2 separate regions of the Gasterosteus aculeatus genome follow, and region 1 is linked to region 2. The links are chromatin contacts, called in public Hi-C maps. All regions are on one chromosome and are shown on one strand. The core of a region is the stretch at or near the end of the contact, and the rest is flanking DNA. Distances in the headings are between cores, read along the strand shown. Region 1 overlaps LOC120833893 (inactive dipeptidyl peptidase 10). Region 2 overlaps LOC120833979 (actin-related protein 3).

Evidence for each region. Hi-C and Micro-C count contacts between places; a contact is called where the count stands out from the background.
Region 1: a contact with region 2 is called in a Hi-C map of blood and trunk muscle, with 18 times the contacts expected there. The contact joins two enhancer-like sites. A contact is called at or near these places in 4 of 6 Hi-C or Micro-C datasets (blood and trunk muscle, skeletal muscle and tail fin).

Annotation. Positions count from the first base shown.
Region 1 is chr16:2,372,636-2,375,943 of fGasAcu3.hap1.1, reverse strand. All of the region lies in intron 1 of LOC120833893 (inactive dipeptidyl peptidase 10), which reads left to right. Among protein-coding and RNA genes, the nearest start is that of LOC120833893, 51 kb to the left of the region's middle. Within about 2 kb of position 1,598, at least 1 of the 9 cell types and tissues checked has open chromatin away from gene starts, as enhancers often do.
Region 2 is chr16:2,127,551-2,130,627 of fGasAcu3.hap1.1, reverse strand. LOC120833979 (actin-related protein 3) reads right to left here. Exons shown (of 12, transcript XM_040201669.2): 12 at 2,811-3,077. Among protein-coding and RNA genes, the nearest start is that of LOC120833979, 13 kb to the right of the region's middle. Within about 2 kb of position 1,412, at least 1 of the 9 cell types and tissues checked has open chromatin away from gene starts, as enhancers often do.

The DNA.
Region 1 (3,308 bases), core at 349-2,848, 250 kb before region 2:
CACCTGACCTTCTTCCGTTCCTCACCTGTCTCATCAACAACGCTCTGTCATCTGGCTGTTTTCCCAATTCTCTGAAGGAGGCAAGAGTCAACCCTGTCCTGAAGAAACCCACCCTCAACCCTTCTGAAGAAAACAACTACAGACCGGTCTCTCTTCTTCCCTTTTTGTCCAAAACCCTTGAACGTGCTATCTTTAATCAACTCTCCTCTTATCTCCACTGTAACAACCTCCTTGACCCCCACCAGTCAGGTTTCAAGGCAGGCCACTCCACAGAGACTGCTCTCCTTGCCTGTCTCTGAGCAACTCCACACTGCTAGAGCCGCCTCTCTCTCCTCTGTCCTCATCCTTCTTGACCTCTCTGCTGCATTTGACACGGTCAACCACCAGATCCTTATTTCCTCCCTTCAGGAACTTGGTGTCACAGGCTCTGCTCTCTCCCTTCTCTCGTCCTACCTCGACGGCCGCACCTACCGGGTAACCTGGCGAGGATCTGTGTCGGAACCTTGTCCTCTTACTACTGGGGTTCTCTCCTTCCCTCACTCGGACACCCAGATGGCGGCTCGGATCTCTGCCTGTCTAACTGACATCTCTCAGTGGATGTCCGCCCACCATCTGAAAATCAACCCCGACAAGACTGAACGACTTCTCTTTCCCGGAAAAGATTTGCTTACCCAGGACCTGACAGTCAACTTTCGGAACTCCGTACTAACGCCCACTTTGACCGCTAAGAACCTTGGCGTCACACTCGACAGCCAACTCTCCCTGACTCCCAACATCACCGCGACAACGCGATCCTGTAGATACACGCTCTACAACATCAGGAGAATACGTCCCCTTCTCACTCAGAAGGCAGCGCAGGTACTGATTCAGTCTCTTGTCATCTCCCGCCTGGACTACTGCAACTCCCTCCTGGCAGGTCTCCCTGCCACCGCCATTCGACCTCTGCAGCTCATTCAGAATGCAGCAGCTCGACTGGTCTTCAACCTTCCGAAATTCTCCCACACTACTCCACTCCTCTGCTCTCTTCACTGGCTACCGGTGGCCGCCCGCATCCAGTTCAAAACATTGGTGCTCACGTACCATGCTGTGAATGGATCGGGTCCAGCTTACATCCAGGACATGGTCAAACCCTACATCCCAAACCGCACTCTCCGCTCTGCATCTGCAAAACTACTCGTCCCTCCCTCACTGAGAGCAAAACACTCGACTAGATCTCGACTCTTCGCTGTCCTTGCGCCGAAATGGTGGAACGAGCTCTCTGAAGACACCAGGACCGCAGAGAGCCTTCACATCTTCCGCCGCAAACTAAAGACACACCTCTTCAGACTCTACCTCGACTAAAGACTAAATTGTACTTGTAACGTCACTCATCTATAGCAAATTGTAAATTGGCTTATTTGAGGAAATTGCACTTTCTTGTTTATTGTTCTCTTGAGTTTGTACCCTATGGTTGAATGCACTTATTGTACGTCGCTTTGGATAAAAGCGTCCGCTAAATGACATGTAATGTAATGTAATTTATGTGTATGTGTGTGACTATGTATGTATGTGTATGTGTGTGACTATGTATGTGTATTTATGTGTATGTATGTGACTATGTGTATGTGTATTTATGTGTGTGACTATGTGTATGTGTATTTATGTGTGTGTGACTATGTGTATATATATGATGCATAAGTGAGGTGTTTCTACTGGTGTTCAGTCTGTGATGTTCAGCCCTGGGGGTCTTCTTCCCCTTATGGCTCTTCTCTTCTTTTTCGGACCTCTTAGTCTCTTGGTCCTGCATTTTGCGCTTCATCTTGTCCATCTCCGTCTGTCTGTCTTGCATCCTTCTTCCAAAGATGCCTCTCTTCTTCTTCTTCAAGTCCAGACAGATGTTTTCAAGGAGTGTGTTTTGGTCCTGCAACTGTTTCACCTTGGCGATCACAATCTGATTTTCTTTGGTCAAATCCTCCATCTGTTGGAGTGTGATGACTTTGAGGGATATGTTCTCCTCTTGGCGCTTTTGTTTCTCAGCCATACTATCCCTCCAGTCCTTTAGCAGTTTGTTTTCTGCCTCCAGCTGGTGGTTGTTGGCCCGCTGCTCGTTCAACTTCTCCTCTAGAGCAAGGTTGTCGGAGTACAGTGTTGTTACTCTGGTCTCCAACATCTCTTGTTTGAGGTTCAGTTCTTTGCAGATCCTTCTTCCCAGATTGAATTTCTCTTCCTCGCTGATGAGCTGTTGTTGAGTCTCGCTCAGCTTATGTGAGAGGCTTTCCTTCTCTTTGTTGACTTTCAGGGTCTCACTGAACTTCTGGAGCATCAGATTCTCAACCTCGGTGGCCATCTCCTGGTAATGCGGTAATGTAACGCAACGAAGTGTCCTATTTTTCACAAACTCAAATCTGGTCACCCTACGTTAGCTAGTTAGCGTGTTAGCTTGTTGTGGCTTCTAGTGCAGCCACCAACGACTCGACAGACTTTAGAATAAATTGTTTCCAAACTTTTCTGAACCTATTTCGGATTTTCCCAAACCACACAGACACAGCTCCTCTCTTGGGCATAAGTTGTGTTGGTGCGTCTCTGGTCTCTTGTGTAGCAACAGAGTTACTTCTTGTTGTGAGCTGTACCCAGCATGCAGTTCGGCGGGTTAATATTTATAAATGTACAATTATTAGTGTTACAATTGTTTATGTGTCACAAGCTGTTGTGTCGTGGTGTTTTACCCTGTTAAAGAGTGTTTGTTGTGGGTTATTCATTGTCGTTATAAAGTTATAACCATGACCCATGATTGACTCTCAACACACATAAAAGAAGTAGCTCTGACCGTTGGTTATCCCTCGATGGCAAGTAGAACTTTATTCTGCCGCCTGCTGAAGAGCAACGCCTGTTATGGCGTAAGACCAGTGCGAACAGCATGTGGGATTCAATAATTTCGTACGGAAATCGTATTGTACACTGTTTGAACCAATACGTGCAGTACTACTTCAAAGAGTGTTAGAGGCCTATCCGCTTATGATGTAACATTTCTATGTCTGTATTCTACATTCCCAACTCCATTCAGTTTCTTTTACGTCTGTTGTCTGCTCTGCAGAAAAAATCTTCCATGCCAACCTGCTCCCCATCCAGGTCTTGGTAGCCTTCATAGTGAGAAAACGGGCAGGAAACATTCACATGAATTAATTTCATTATAAAATATATAAAATAATTTATATTATTTATTAAGTAATTACATTTCACTTTACTTTTCCACTTAACAGTTTTACTATCATTCATCTTATTTTCAAGTAAATTTACTTCCAATATTAAAATTGAAGCTGGGAACGTTG
Region 2 (3,077 bases), core at 163-2,662:
TTCACCCAAAGGCACCAAAGTCATGGCAGGGCAGAGGGACGAGAGATGCAGAGAGAGCGACACCTGTCGGGCAAAGGGAGAAATGCATGCACAGAGTTCTCTTCAGGAAATATTAGTATATATGGTATGATGTGATGAGGAAAATATAGATTAGCCTAAAAGAGACCATTTAAAATAAACGCTTGATTTGGAATAATCTTTTATTATCATACCTCAAAGATGAAAATGTAGAGAATGAGACTTTAAAGGACCAGTGTTTGCTGTTAATATAACGGTACGATGCAGCAGAGAATGTGTGTAATATATTATTATAAATCCATGGGTCCATCTGCGTCATAACAGGCTCCATCAATCTGAGAAGACTTTCCACATGATTTTGGAACCTGGTCCATTATTTGAGCTTTTGGTTTTAAAGGACAGTGGATAAATGGTTCAGCTGGAACAAGTAGATTCAAACGAATCACATCCCAATCCCTGTATGCAGAAGACTTGTGCTCAATGCGCTGGCAGAGGCTCAGCCTTAAAGTGCTGGATGTGGTACTAAGGGTTCACAACGCGTCAGTGTCACACGTACAGAAAGCTGACGGAGGAGCACACGTATGCAGTCTGTAGTGACACATGACATATGGGGCTTACAGAGGTTTGGAGCCTTTGCCAACCAATGATCTCATATAAAGAGGGAGCATATAGAAAAAGGTCACGGGTTAATTAAGGGTCATACAGGGATTTGCCTTCATCTCCTCATTGTGCGTGTTTCTTGAGCCAGCCTGTCAACTTCACATTTAAAATGCTGCATGTAGCACAAGGACGTGGAGTCTCATGAACAACTAGTTGGCATCAAGTGTTCTCGATGCTCCGAAGAGCCCTTATGTGGCCTCATTTGGAGTTTAAGCACAGGTACATATTTTTATTACAGAAGGTTTTCCTCCTGCTCTGTTTTCGCTTAATGAGCCAACACACAATAACCACTGAGTCATAACTAAGTTTGAGATTTTATTTTGGCACGTTAATAAAATCATTAAACAGGAAGATAGCACGTACAATTTGTATTAAAGCCACCGCTGAGCTGTGCTAACTACTGCAGAGCTCTGACAGAGCCCCACTTTCAGCCTCAATGCCCTTTACGCCACAGACGTAGAGGAAGATGGTGGCGGCTTGCAAACAGCACATAAACAATGACGAGGTCCACTTCTGAAATACGGTGTCCGAATACAACGCTGACGTGGTGGCACCTTCTTGGCCTCCCCGTGCGTGAATGGATGAACGCATGTTCGGACTTGAGGTCACTTGCGATCACACAACAGGATTGAAATGACTTTTCTGCTCACTGAGCCGCTGTGGCAGAGCAGCTCCTGAGGGACACTCATCACGCGTCTCCTCATCACGCGTCTCCTCATCACGCGTCCCGCGTGCAGACAGCTGGGCCGGTGGCGGCGCGCTCTGGAAGCACCCGTCCATTTTCAATCCTCTGCACAGCAGGAGGGCACCCCGAAATCACCGGAAGGCAAAGGGCACGTGAAGGCTTACAGGCCAGAAGACAGGACTCTGGACACTGACGTTATTCATCCAGAATACAAGAAAATATGTATCCATGGCAACTCACTGCAGTGGTGACAGCGTAGGGAATCAGAGAAAATGGTAAAGACTTCATTATTTGAAACCTGCACAGACTTCTTAGACAGCGACTGCGGGTGAGTGGGGAGCACGGTCGTCCTCCAATCAGAGGGTTGTCTGTTCGATCCCAGGCTCTGCTAACCCGCATGTCGCTGTGTCCTTGGGCAAGGCACTTAACCCAACATTGCTCATGTAGCTGCGACTACAGTGTGTGAATGTTAGTTACTGATGGCAGGTGTCACTGTGTGTGGTTCTCCTGTCATCAGTGTGTGAATGGGTGAATGATGTCATGTAGTGTTAAAGCGCTTTGAGTGGTCAGAAGACTAGAAAAGCGCTTTACAAGTACAGACCATTTAGACACAGTTGAGGTTTTCTATGCAAGATGGACATTTTTCTTTGCTGATGTATTTCCAACGAGTTAACAATAATCTCACTGTATACTTACTGTCTTTAAAGCCCTAATGTTGCAGAATTACACTTTCTCAATGGCACTACAACATGCAACAAACTGCAGATTGGAGCAGAACTCAAAGTATCACTACACGGCACAAACACGTTCTAGTCCAGAGGTCGTCAACAGGGGGTACGCAGAGGTACTGCAGGGGGGTCGCAACATTTTTGGTTAAGACAATTTTCTTTTTAGGATTTAAAAAAAAAAAAAAAAACTGAACATCAACAGGGCAACACGTCTGAAAGCACTGGTTGGAGTGGAAGCACTGGTTGGATTCTTTAGTCTCGTTTTTCACTTTTCTTCATTTCTGTGATTGAAAATTGGGCCCAAGTGTCAGAATAAACCAGCTCACATCTGAGTGGGACATGGGACGAGATCAATGGCTGTCCTCATGGACCCTAGCTGCATACAGGGTAGCCGGCTTCCTGTGACTAGTGTTCCCACGTGGTGACAGTGCCCCCTACCAGTCACAAAAGGAACTGCATCCTAATTAATCCAATTACATTGTCTAAACTGGAGGGGACGGGTTTCCACTGGTGGAAGATGGCGTGCGTGTTCGCTGAGGGATTCAGATTGAACGGTTCCGAGGTGGAAAGAAGAAACGAAACGGCCCAAACTCACAACCTCCTTTTTTAATTCCATCAAACATCCCCCGTTAAGGCTCTTCAGACAGCGCCACATATTCTACTCATTCCCCACCGAATGATTCAACATCAACAGTAAAAAGCAAGAAGGACCACAGCAGTTAGAAACAAATTGGAGCCTTTATTGGAATGTTGCAAGGCATTAAATACACAATTCCCATTCTGTTCATAATTTGGCATTTAATTATATATAAGAAAAAGAAAATGACTTCTACTCTAACAATACCGGTCTGACAGTTGTTCTCATTGGGTTTCACTGTTCCGTGTTCCCTCCCTGCGTGTGAGTCAAGTGGACTGTATGAAGAATTAAAGGGGGACATATTAATAATAACACCTACTCAGACTAAAGGAAATACTGCGTATCAAAG